4 separate regions of the Mus musculus genome follow, and regions 2, 3 and 4 are each linked to region 1. The links are chromatin contacts, called in public ChIA-PET and promoter capture Hi-C maps. All regions are on one chromosome and are shown on one strand. The core of a region is the stretch at or near the end of the contact, and the rest is flanking DNA. Distances in the headings are between cores, read along the strand shown.

Region 1 (3,007 bases), core at 321-2,820:
GTCTAATTTCACTTCATCTAAGTTAATGTGGTATTTAAACAATCAACTATTTATTCTACCAAAGCAAGCCTGACCCTAATGGTTTAAATTTAATTTTTGTTATTTTAATTATATGCACGTATTTGCCTGTGTCTAAGTATGTGCTAGTGCCTGCAGGGCCAGAAGAATTGATCTTCCTGGAGCTGGAGTTACAGGTGGCTGTGAACTGCCTGATGTGGGTACTGGGAACTGAACTTGGATCCTCTGGAAGAACTGTGTGTGCTCTTAACTGCTGACCCTTTTGATCATCAGTTGGCTCAAGGCATCAACTTAAAACTAAATACTGTCCAATACTGCATAAACTGATATGGGAAGAAAATCATTCCACAAGTCTAATAAAATGTTGTCACTGAGAATAACTAATTTTGGAGCGTCTCACTCTGTGCTGGCCTAGCATTCATGGCAATTGTGAGTGCTAGGATTCTAGGAGTGAGCCAACCTGCATTTTAATTAATTTCCAAAGTCACAGTTAGCAGTCAATGGGAAAAGAAAAACAAATGAACAAACAGACAAACAAACAGAAGGTATCTTAGTTTTCTAGAATATATGCAAATCGGAAAATCCTTTTAAATTTTTCCAAAAAGTCTCCAGTAGAATGCACGCAAGTTTTCTCAACCACCTCGCACAGGCAGGCCTGTATGCCTATCCTGAATTGTGCGAATGTGTTGCCTTTGATAGTTTAACTTCTCTTTACTGCCTCATCATCTATAGAACAAATATCCCACACCTGGAGGTGTTAAACCACGGAGAGCTGTGGGCTTTCGGACACACCAGTTCGACCACTACTCACCTCCTCATAGTATATACAGTCTGCCATCAATATGTAGTCTGGTGACATCAAGTCTTCTATGTCTTCACCCCTTAAAAATGTCAAACGTATGTCTTTAACTGATGCTCTGACGATTTAAAGTGTTCATTTTAGAAACGAGAAGCAGAAGGCTCCCCTCATATTAAGCAAGCGTTGTGTAAAATGCAATTTAAAGCCCATGTAAGCGATCGATTATCTTAAAAACAAGCTGAAAGGCCATACAAACCATTTCAGTACCTTGGCTTGAACAGAACCAGTCACAAGATGCTTGTTCATATCAATATTCATTTTCAGCAAGTCCTGCAGCTCTTCAAGATCAGTGACTATAACATCTGCCCTAAAAAAACAACCTCGTTGAGGTACAGGCGCAAGGCTGCACGCCGGTGACCTGATGCTGGGCGACCAGCGCCTTCCCGCCAGCTCTTACCCGAGGGTCGCAGCCATGAGCCCCACGGCCCCCGTGCCGGAGCCCAGCTCCAGCACCGAGCGCCGACTCAGCGCGTGGGCCCCGTCGCCAGAAAACCCCGGCGTCTCCAGGTATTTGGAAAGGACGATGGCGGCGTCCCACACAACGCAACCCACGCCCCCGGAGCCGTACTGCTGCAGCCGAAGCACTGTCCCATCCCGCTTCTCCAGAACCCGCACAAAGCTCCACAGCGGGTCCTCCACCTCCGGCTCCACGGCGGCCGCCATCCCTGCCCCGGCCCGCCGCAGGCTGCGGCACGCGGTAACGTCACGCCCACGCAGCACCCGTACCTCCCAGCGGCAGGGCGGCTGCCCAAGGCGCATGCGTGACTCTCAAAGTCCGCAGGAAGCAGCAGAACCTACCCAGGAGTGGCCCAGCTGCTGCTACAATGATAGGCACTTTAAGAAGCAAAGCGACCGACAGTGCTTATACATAGCTGGAGAACGGCTCACACAGAGCCGCTGGCGATAGATCTAGGCAGCTACCCAGGTCCTATCTAAAAATGGTTATATTCAAGAAGTTTTCCTACTGTGCTTCCTTTTCATATGAATGCATAAACGTGGTGGCTGGGAACGTGCTACTTGCTTTTAATGGTAAAGAAAAGTTAGTCCTTTTACATCCCACGGGGCCAAAAGATGGCCAGCAAGACCAAGGACTCACATAGTAGAAGGAGAGACCTGCAGGTTGGCCTGTCACATTGGATCTCTAGTATGAACACACACACACACACACACACACACACACACACACACACACGTAATAAACAGATGATAGCTATTCGTTCTTCTAGATTTTTTTCAGCTTTGTTGTTTTTTGTTTTTTTGTTTTCAGGATGGCCTCCTGTATCCCAAGTAGGTTCAAACTCTTCATACTCTTCACGTAGTCGAGTCGCCTTTAAGTCCAGATGCTTCCGTCTAACCTCCCAAGTTCTGCGATTACAGGTGCTCACCACTATTCCCAGCTTCTCCTTGCTCTTTGTGATGAAAAACAATATTGCAAATCTTTTACAAATTAAGACTGAGGTGATTTATTAATCTTGTTAAGAACTCTGATACAAAGCACAGTAAAAGGCCACAGACCAGTAGATAAACAACGTGGCTTTTGGCTACTTTACAATGGCTGCTACTGCACTATCAGCATAACATACATACCTTGATCACTTTGAATGATAGTATCCAAATGGCAAAGCTTTATCCTGATTAAAAAATTTAATAAAGCTTTTTAAAGTATTTTCTGTTTAAATATTACTAATCTGGAAAAACTTTTCAAAAATTTCAGTTAACACGAGATTAAAGACAGTTAATAGGTTTGACAATGGCAGTTGGTTCTTATGCCATAAGACACTTTTGTTCCAGACTTACAAATTAGTCAAATAGCAGATTGTATTATAGGCCTCAAGTCACTTACATTTATAGAGGTTATTAGCATTATCTTTAAATATATACAATATAAATAAACTGTACATATATGGCATATTAATTTTGTCTTCCCAAATAATAGGCAAATCATTAGCTAAACAATGATTAGCTAAACACCATACACTGCAAAACAAAAGGCACATCTTAATGAACACATGCCCTTCTTCTATAATCAGGTTATGTAGAACTGTTTATAATTTTAACAAAATAATAAACACAGTGCATTCTATTATTTCATTCTATTTTCCGTTTTTGTCTTCAGCAGCAAATACTGAC
Region 2 (3,007 bases), core at 329-2,828, 340 kb before region 1:
GTCTTTGCGGAAGAACATGGAAAATCAGAAGGATTGATCTGGTCCTTACTCCTGGCCAGCTTTCACCGTGCTGGGAAGGACTATGCTGGGGAAGAGCTGTAACCAACGCCCCCACCTTGCTGGGGATCCTGAAGTCTACAGTATCAACACATCAGGCCTGATGTTCCCACTGGGGAAGAAACTATTATGGGTACAGCCAATTATTTTCTGACTGGATTTGTGGATCGTTCCACAAGAGGGGAATTGGTGCCGTGTTCTGTAAACCCGGTCAAAAGCCCATGGCTGGGGGAAGACCATAGATTTTTGAAAGCTGCTGCTCTTTTGCTAAGTTCTATGTGTCTGTCAAATTGCCTTCTAAATAGTTGTCTTTATACCCGTCCACTAGTGTAGTTGTCATCTTTGGTCAATGAGGTTTCTGTTTTTAAATGGGCAGTCGTTACTGTAGAGACAACTGGTTAAAAGTGCTATTGAATGTCCAGCCCTAGAGGGGCATCCTACCCAAGCCTCAGGGACCATCGTGGAAGGTGGAGGGGCAGATGGCAAGAGGTGGTGGGTTGTAGAATTATCACCGCGATTTAGGGTTGGGGGAGGGGCTCCCTGCCCTCCGTGGTTTTAAAGGCAGTTAACAGTTGCAAGGAAGGGGGGGGGGTGTTTCAAGCTCCCACCCCCAGCTTTTGTAGGCAGTTAACAGTTGCTAGGCAGAGACATTTTATTCAGTGGAATAGCTATGCTCATGTAACTGTAATTAAAATCATTGGTTCTTCAAGGAAGACTTGAGGTTCGCTCCTCTCCCCAGAGAAAATGTATACAAGTGGGAAATGAAAGATGCAAGACAATAATGTTTCCTTTCGTGTTTAGAAAAGGGGAATTGTGCCTGTGTTCCCACATAATATCACCACGAAGAAATAATAGAACACTCAGTGCCTCAGGTACCAACACCTTCTACAGCGATTAGCACGGAAGTACACGTGAAGAAAACCAGGGACACCCAGGCCCTACAAAAGCAAAAAAACCTCATATGCGTCTTGAAACCATGTATTACCGAGGCTGAAGCAGAACTGGCATTGGAGCACTGCTCGTGTTAAAAAATGATCTCTCTCACACACACACAGCCAGGAGGATGCTCAGGTCAATAAGCTGGCCCAGTTGGGGTTCATAAACCCAATACTTTGTACAGTTGTGAGAAGAAGAAGAAAAAGAAAGCTCACTTTCCAAATGAACACCATGGAGCTGGAGAGATGGCTCAGAGGTTAAGAGCATTTGTTCTTGCAGTGGACCCAGGTTTGATTCCCAGCAGCCACATTTCACAATTGCCCATAATTCCAGGTCCAGGATGTACACCATACATACATACATACATACATACATACATACATACATACATACAAGCAGAACACTCACATACATAAAGTAAGTTCATGAGAAACCATTCTTGATTAATAGAGCCCTAAGAAGCCCAGACAGTGGCTGCAGAGAGGCTTCAGGGAGAGGTTTGCAGTGTCTTCGCAGCGCCCGGTGCTCCCGGGAGCGGCCAGGCCCCGGTCCGGGGCGGTGGCCGCGCAGACGCGCAGGTTCCTCGGTTCCGCCTCCGCCAATCTGGACCCTCCTCGCGTTCCGTTCGCGCGTGCGAGCGGGCGCCGAGCTGGCTGGGCCCCGGAGGGCGGATGGCGGACCCGCAGGCGTTCTGCGTGGCCGAGGAGCGCAGCGGCCACTGCGCAGTGGTGGACGGACACTTCCTCTACGTGTGGGGGGGCTACGTGGTAAGGGGAAGGGGCGGGCGCTGGGGCGGCGCGGGAGCGGAGGCAGGGGGATGACGGCCGGCGACGCAGCACTCCCACAGGCTCCCAGGCGAGCCGCCTGCCGTGCTGCCCACATCGCTCCCGCTCCCAAAGCCACAAAACGGGGTTTCGGGGTGCGTGACCCCTCCAGCCTCCGTGGCTCAGGACTGGAGAGGACCCCAGAACGTCGTGCCGCGTTGTTTGGTATCATTGCCACCGTGCTACTCAAAATACGGAAGTCACCAAGCAGTTAAATTTATCAGCTATTTTTAGTGGCATTTCTTTGCTAATTAAGTACCTCTGGAGTCTCAAAATAGATTCGTATTCGCAACACTCCACCACAGAGTTTTGTGGCTGAAAATTCGTATTGCCATGGCGGTTGGAATGTGTGTTTGTTTTGTTTCTATGATCGTAGGATGATAACAAGGATTATCGAGTTGGAAAAATAATTCAGGTGTACCTGCCCACCCCGTTTGTTTACAGATTAGAAAATAAGCCCTACGGAATCTCTTCTGCAAATAGAAGATAACATCTTCTGACCTCCTCAGTGCCCTTAAATGACAGACCTGTAACACAACGAAATAAAGTGCATACTGTGTGTGTTAAGAATTATCAGGTCCGAGTGGGTTTTGTTGTTTTGTGTGCTTATTCCTAATTTAGTGCAGTATAAGTAAAAAAGAAAAAAAGAAAAATTGGTTTTTTGTGTGCCAACTATATCTGGTATGTCCTAATCATATGGGATTATCGACTAGGGTCTAATCTGTAATGTTAATTTTTAAAATTTATTTTATGTACATGAATGTTTTGCATATATACATGTGTGTGTATGTATATATGTATGTGTGTGTATATATATATGCATCCTGTATCCATGGAGGTCAGAAGAGGGTGTTAGGAGCTGGCATTACAGATTGTGCTGGGAATCTAACCCAGGTCCTCTGCAAGAGCAACCAGTGCTTTTAACTACAGAGCCATCTCTCGTGCCCCACATCTTCATTTTATAAAGAAAGGCATTGACCCTTCAGTGGTCATGTGACACTGGGGGCTGCATTCTGGAGCTTTATTTTGCTTTGTTAATTATTTGAGACAGGATCTCAGACTGCAGCTCACACTGCCTGGCCTGGAATTTCATGTGTAGCCCAGGTCAGGCTCGGATTCAGGATAAGCATCCTGTTTGTGCCTCTCAGGTGTTGAAACAAACAGGAGCATGAGCTACAGCTAGCTCTCCC
Region 3 (3,007 bases), core at 216-2,715, 320 kb before region 1:
CTCCCTCCCAGGTGCTAGGTTACAGCTGTTGCCACCACGCTCAGCTGAAGAAGCTCCCTTAAAAACTGCTAGCAACGACTGTTTTTCTAGCCATGTATCCTACAAATAATATGTTCTAAAAAAAGTATTTTAAAGAGGAGTCATTATTGTTCTTTTCATTTTTGAGAAAGAGTCTCATGTAGCTTAGGTAGGCTAGCCTTGAACTTCTGCCTCTACCTCCCTGGCGCTGGTATTACAGGCATGAGCTAGAGGATCATTCTTTACCTGTCAGTGTCTGTGTGAATTATCAGAGTTATTTTTAAAATTCTTTTAAAACAGAGTCCGTGAGCCAGCCAGCCTTCCTTCCTTCCTTCCTTCCTTCCTTCCTTCCTTCCTTCTTTCCTTCCTTCCTTCTTTCCTTCCTTCTTTCCTCCTTTCTTTCCCCCCTCCACCCCCCCCTCTCCAATCCTGAGATCAAACCAGCAGCCTTGTAAGAACTGGCCTAGCACTCTCACTGAGCTGTATCCCAGACCCAACACTTGTGTTTTTATATGAGCTACATGCAATTCTAACATGGTAAAATACATTATCAATATTATTTTATTTGTTAGAAATCAAACACAAATTCAGATTTGTGTAAACAGTAGAAAGCAAACAGAATCAGCATCTTTTAAAGATTTGTTTTTATGTTATGTGTTTGGGTGTTTTGCCTGCAGGTATGTATGGGCAACATGTGTGTGTATTGTCCAAGGAGGCTGGATTCCCTGGAACTGGAGTTAAAGGAGGTTGTGAGCTGATATGTGGGTGATGGGAACCGAACCCGGCCCTCTGCAGCCTCTGCAGGAGCGAGCGACCAGTGCTCCTGACCACTGAGCATCCCTCAGCCCTAGGAATCAACCTTTTAAAAAAAATGGTTTTCTCTTAATTTAACTATTACAGAGGCAAAGCTTAGTTCATTATTACCAACTAGATTTCAGTTATTCAAGTGAGACCGAAACATCAGAACTTCATTCAAGACAAAGTAGAAAGGAGTTTTTTATTCTAAGAATTTTAGGAAATAGGAAACAAACATACAAACAAACCAAAACAACAACACCAAAAGTAAACCAACTTCCAAAATGCAAGTAGGCTTTTGTCTAGGAAAGAAGGGCTTCTTGGGTTTGCCTTAAACTGTCAGCGAAGCTGTTTTGTGAATTTGAGAATTTGGGGGGCCATTAGTAAATTCTTAGAGTCTCTGAGATGCAATATTAGATCTATAGTGTGAGGGGAGGGGAGAGGAGATGAAAATGTTTTAATTTATTTAAGATTTTTATATTTCTGGATGAACTTTCTGCACATTGATTTTGTTGGGTAGTGGGCATTTCAGGGCGGAGGGGTGCGTCTTTTCTTAAAGAAGCTATTTGTGGTTATGGCACAGGATGTGGCTGGTACGGCCGTTTCAAGTCTGTCTTCTGTTCTGATCTCTGCTTGCAGGGTGGAGTTCCACCACAGCCACGAGCCGCGCACTCATGTGCAGTTCTGGGAAATAAGGGTTACGTCTTTGGCGGACGTGTTTTGGTCAGTGTTTTCAATGGAAATGGTATTCTCATGGGTGATGTTTATAAACGCTTGTGTCTGATTCTGTGGAGCAGCTGAACATGCAACTTGCCCAGAGATTAAGCTACACACAGGACTGAGTTTTATTTATCTCCTGTTTTCCGAAAGAGACCCTCCGCATGCTGCCGCAGATGTTTTTTAATCACATTTTAGTGTGGAAAGCCCTTCACTTGAGTGCAGTGTCAGGAATGTTTAATTCCTACCATCCAAGCTCTTTTAGTTTAAATCCATCTCCTTTCCTGCTGACCCCGGGAAGTTCCATGTTGATTTTCTTGATGCTTAGAATTGATGTTCAGTGCTAAGTTTCCAGGGCCAAATAGAAAGAATAGGGCAATCTGTGCTTGATCTGAGCTTGCTTTAGAGCTAACGTTTTATTCCATGAAAGAGTTAAAACCCTGTCCAATTATCCTGCTTTTATTTCAGCAAACCAGGATGAATGACCTACACTATCTAAACCTAGACACCTGGGTCTGGTCTGGAAGGTCAGTCTCAGATCTGGGTTCCAGTTTGTAGGGCTGGGTGTGGGCTGGTGTGCAATCTGTCATAATCCAAGCCTGGGTCTCTAAGACTGAGTTGATATTTTTTCTTTGGGTTATATATCTAAACAAGAAATATGAAATTTAAATTTTCTTCCTTCCTTCCTTCCTTTCTTCCTTCCTTCCTTCCTTCCTTCCTTTCAAAACAGAATCTCACTGAGTAGCCCAGGCTGGCCTTGAACTCTGGTTGTCTTGCCACAGCCTTTCAAGTAAAAGTGACAGCACACGTGGTAGAAGAAGTTTTCCTGAGGAGGAGATCTACAGTATGCTGGATATACATAGTGGAGCAGTGCAGCAGGGCATGCCTTTCTCCCAGCACTCGGGAGGCAGAGCCAGGCAGACCCCATGAGTCTGAGGCCAGTCTGGTCTACTGAGCAACTCTGAGCATCATTTATAACTGAACTATTTCCCTTCCCCTTCCCCTTTCCTTCCCTCTCCTTCCTTTCTTCTTCCATTCCTACTTCCTATTTCTCTTTCCCTCCCCCTCTCCTCTTCCTTTCTTTCCTAGCAAAAATTCTGTATATAGCTCCAGCTGATTTTGAAGTCACTGTGTAGCCCAGGCTAGCCTCAAATGCATGGTCTTATTTCAGCCTCTTGGGTGCTGGGATTACAAGTGTGCACCTCCACTCCCAAGCTCAGCTTTTCCTTTAAGATCTGAGATGACTGTAGTGGTGAACACATGGCCCATCATGGCCGAGGCAGGAGCATCGTGACCCAGAGGCCAGCCTGGCTACTGATGAGACTGTCTTGGGAAAATCAAAAATCTTTCATTTTGATTAATTCAAAGTTGCATTTTAATTTTTTCCCCCTTTGCTACAGGATTTCTGTTAATGGAGAAAGCCCCAAACACCGGTCATGGCACACTTTAACAGCAATAACTGATGATAAGCTTTTCC
Region 4 (3,007 bases), core at 206-2,705, 310 kb after region 1:
CACCCAGGTCAAAAATAAGCTTTTTCTTAATCCCCATAAGGAACTGCACTAACTCTGCCCCTTTGGGACAAAGAACAAAAGCCATGAGGGAATATTGGACAGTGTTTTCCTCTGAACCCTTCAAAAACTTAGCAGACTTAAGAAATCGGTTTGCTTTGCTATGGCATGTTTTTTGTTGTTGTGTAACGGCAGATTACAAATTTATTATTATTTGTCTTAATATAAGAGACCAGTAAAAAGGGTAGCAGTAATTATCCACTCATGATTATGGAATGCTATAAATCCCATAGAGAGGAATTAGTTTAGTAGGAAAACCCCATAAGTTATATTCATTATTATCAACCAGATACAAAATGCCTAAACTTCTGCCAGGTGACAAAGGTCTTCCTCTAAATATGTTTAAATTTCATTACACTTTGTTTATTTCCTGGGAGTGTGTGAGTGTGTATGTGTGGGGGATCCGTGCTTCCACCAAGAGAATCCGGGGACCGTTCTGGGGTCCTAAGTAAGGTTTGGCTCTAAGGGCCTTTAACACCCTGAGCCACCTCACCGGTCCCCAAAGACATCTTCCTACAGGCTGTCATGTTTACACACAAATCCTTTTACTCCAGAACCAGATTACTTACAGTTGACAATTTAGAGTCCGGTTCCACAGAGATTTTTTTCAAGGCAAGTTCACCCAAACCAGTACAGGACGCAAAGGTCTAGATTTACAATACTCTTTCCTATCTACCGCCTTCCGCGAAGCATTTTCCCCCCACATCAACACCAAACCATCCTCCGGAATAACTTCAATACCATAAATACGCCTTAAAACCACAAAAAAAGCTCAGCCGTGGTCTGGAAGGTGCGGTTAAGTCTGCCGGTCGCTAGCCTTAGAACCGATGGGGAACCCAGGGTGCTCGGAACGGTGCGGCGGGCTCCGGGCCGCTTCCTGGCCGGACGCTGTGGTCCGGCGCATCCCGGGGGTGCCCCACGTTCGCAGGCCGGGCCGGGGCCTCACCTTGTACACGTCCCCGTAGGTGCCGCTGCCGACCCTCTGCACCAGCTCGTAGTCGTGCTGCGGGTTCCGTCTCAGGATGTCGGCGGCAGGCCTCAGCGGGGCCTCCATCTTCGCTGCGCCCAGTCCGGGGCTCTGCCCGCCGCAGCCGTCTCCCGCTAACGAGGGCGCGCGGCGCTTCCCAACATGGAGCCTCGGCTCGCAGCTGCGCCTGCACCGGCGAGAGCGAGCGCGGGGGGCGTCACGGGGCGCAACCCCGGCAGCCTCCGGGCCTCGTCGGTCCCGCCAGGCCCCGCGCCGGCCGTACCCGAGAGGCCGTCCGTTCTTGGCCGAGCGCCGGCGTCGGAGACCCGCGTCTTCTCCGAGACGGCCGTGCGCACAGTCGCCGCCGCACCACGTTCCCCACCCGCGGCTGCGTCACCGGGAGACACGTTCGCGGCCGGCGCGGATCGAGCCTGGCCCGCCCGAGAACGCAGGCCGCGGGCCCAGACTGCCGCCCTGAGGCCCGCCGAGTGCACAACACCCTGGACGCCGCCGCGCCCCGCCTCCCAGCTGCTTGCGGGGCGCCGGAGGCGTTCGTGCGGCGTCTGACCCGCCCAGCCTCGGCCAGGATTCGCCCAGTGGCCGGCGGACTAGAGGAGGAGGGTCTGTCCGCAGGCCTCCGGAGCGCTGCCTTCTGCTTCCTTTCGGTACAGGTAAACTGAGGCCGCCCGGGCAGGAGGTGGGGGAGTGCCGGGTTAACTAAATGCCGGCACACCCGACTGCACCGTCCTGTTCCACACACTGTTCCCGGTGGTACCAGTTCCGAGGCTGGACCGCACACCTGCAGAACCTGTCTTCCACCAGGGTTTCCCAGAGCCATTTTTGAAAACCCCAATTCCTTTCGAAGTTTCTGTGGTCTCTGGGCATCACCGCAATATTGCAAGTGTTAATGGGAGGAGTTTTAGAGATGCTAAAGCAAAGCTAGGGACCTTTGTCTGATTCTGCTTCCAAAGTAGGTGATCTGGGACAAGGCATACGTGGCAACATCCCAGTGTCCTTATCTGTAGCTGGAAGAGGATAGGTTTTGCATTTGACACCCGAGAAATGTTTGTAAACCATTTTTACAGCATTGTAAAGAGGAGTGTAAAATGTAAGAGGCTTTAAAATGTAAGAGGCCTAACTAACAATGCCCAAAATATTGGGCAGGAGTTATGAGAAGTGATTTGGTTAATGTTTCAATCTCTTTTGTAATTTGAGTTCCAGTCTTGTTCTTAAGGTAGAAATGAAGTTGCCAATTTTATGTATACTGGTAAAGTTACTTCTAGAGTCTTACAGAGATTTTCAGTTGGAAAACCAGATAAGGACTGGAAAGATGGCCCAATTGTTAGCAGCACCGGCTGCAGCTCAGAGGTTGATTCCCAGCACCTGCGTGGCGGCCCACTCCTCATTAACTCCAACTTGGGATCCAGAGTGGGCTGGGAGGGAGGGCCAACGCCCTCTTCTGGCCTGTGTAGGCACCACATATGCATATGGTGCACAGCTGTACATGCAGGCAAAACACAAAATTAAATAAAAATGTAAGAAAATTGAAAAAACTAGAAAAAAAAACGACAACAGAACAAATTTCAGATGACACGTGACTCCAGACACACTCTAATTCTGTTTTGAGAAATAACTTCTTATAGCTAATAAATGAAGAAATTAAATTAACACCTTAACGGAACAGAGACTGTATGCATTTTCTCGTGATCCACACACAAAGAGCACTTATTTAGGGAACATAAGTAAGCCCAGACTTACATGCCCCAGGGACAAAGCCTGTGTGTGTGCTGCACTGAAAAAAAAAATGGTTGAAGAACAGTTCCTTCTTTGAAATCTTCTTGGCACTTGTTTTGGTGGGCACATATTTTTGGCTTCGATGACTCAAAATCTCTTCAAGTGTTCTATTGGTATCTTAGTACTTGTTTACTGTCATGGATTTATGGTGGTCATGTAGTCAAACCCACCCTTACCCACTGTGTGACT

What was found. Promoter capture Hi-C pulls out the DNA fragments that hold promoters and counts their contacts. ChIA-PET counts read pairs in DNA pulled down with a chosen protein or histone mark. Capture Hi-C pulls out chosen DNA fragments and counts their contacts.
Region 2: a contact with region 1 is called in a promoter capture Hi-C map of liver. The contact joins the promoter of Klhdc1 here to the promoter of Vcpkmt in region 1. A contact is called at or near these places in 17 of 39 promoter capture datasets (the C10 cell line, the HPC-7 cell line, cranial neural crest and 10 more), 1 of 484 Hi-C or Micro-C datasets (bone marrow-derived macrophages), 10 of 115 datasets of contacts at active chromatin or transcription factors (astrocytes, bone marrow-derived macrophages, effector CD8 T cells and 4 more) and 4 of 9 other capture datasets (adipose tissue, embryonic stem cells, liver and 1 more).
Region 3: a contact with region 1 is called in an RNA polymerase II ChIA-PET map of memory CD8 T cells, with 105 read pairs. The contact joins the enhancer-like site here to the promoter of Vcpkmt in region 1. A contact is called at or near these places in 17 of 39 promoter capture datasets (the C10 cell line, the HPC-7 cell line, cranial neural crest and 11 more), 1 of 484 Hi-C or Micro-C datasets (bone marrow-derived macrophages), 4 of 115 datasets of contacts at active chromatin or transcription factors (bone marrow-derived macrophages, effector CD8 T cells, large pre-B cells and 1 more) and 4 of 9 other capture datasets (adipose tissue, embryonic stem cells, liver and 1 more).
Region 4: a promoter capture Hi-C map of embryonic stem cells shows a contact between it and region 1. The contact joins the promoter of Atl1 here to the promoter of Vcpkmt in region 1. A contact is called at or near these places in 21 of 39 promoter capture datasets (the 3T3-L1 cell line, 3T3-L1-derived adipocytes, the C10 cell line and 13 more), 11 of 484 Hi-C or Micro-C datasets (the G1E-ER4 cell line, cerebral cortex, cortical neurons and 3 more), 3 of 115 datasets of contacts at active chromatin or transcription factors (embryonic stem cells, memory CD8 T cells and pancreatic cancer cells) and 2 of 9 other capture datasets (adipose tissue and liver).

The regions. Positions count from the first base shown.
Region 1 is chr12:69,581,447-69,584,453 of GRCm38.p6, forward strand. It overlaps Vcpkmt (valosin containing protein lysine (K) methyltransferase), which reads right to left and starts at 1,571. Exons shown (of 6, transcript NM_001033236.3): 1 at 1,275-1,571; 2 at 1,074-1,184; 3 at 830-899. The coding sequence starts at 1,540. Sos2 (SOS Ras/Rho guanine nucleotide exchange factor 2) reads right to left here. Exons shown (of 23, transcript NM_001135559.1): 23 at 2,315-3,007.
Region 2 is chr12:69,240,254-69,243,260 of GRCm38.p6, forward strand. Klhdc1 (kelch domain containing 1) reads left to right here and starts at 1,579. Exons shown (of 13, transcript NM_178253.5): 1 at 1,579-1,760. The coding sequence starts at 1,665.
Region 3 is chr12:69,256,571-69,259,577 of GRCm38.p6, forward strand. It overlaps Klhdc1 (kelch domain containing 1), which reads left to right. Exons shown (of 13, transcript NM_178253.5): 7 at 1,453-1,536; 8 at 1,999-2,057; 9 at 2,931-3,007. Among named protein-coding and RNA genes, the nearest start is that of Klhdc1, 16 kb to the left of the region's middle. Within about 2 kb of position 1,466, at least 52 of the 459 cell types and tissues checked have an H3K27ac peak or open chromatin away from gene starts, as enhancers often do. A contact at or near this core is called in effector CD8 T cells, memory CD8 T cells and pre-B cells, where this site is marked.
Region 4 is chr12:69,891,650-69,894,656 of GRCm38.p6, forward strand. It overlaps Atl1 (atlastin GTPase 1), which reads left to right and starts at 1,456. Exons shown (of 15, transcript NM_178628.5): 1 at 1,456-1,695. It overlaps Map4k5 (mitogen-activated protein kinase kinase kinase kinase 5), which reads right to left and starts at 1,514. Exons shown (of 32, transcript NM_201519.2): 1 at 1,004-1,514. The coding sequence starts at 1,111.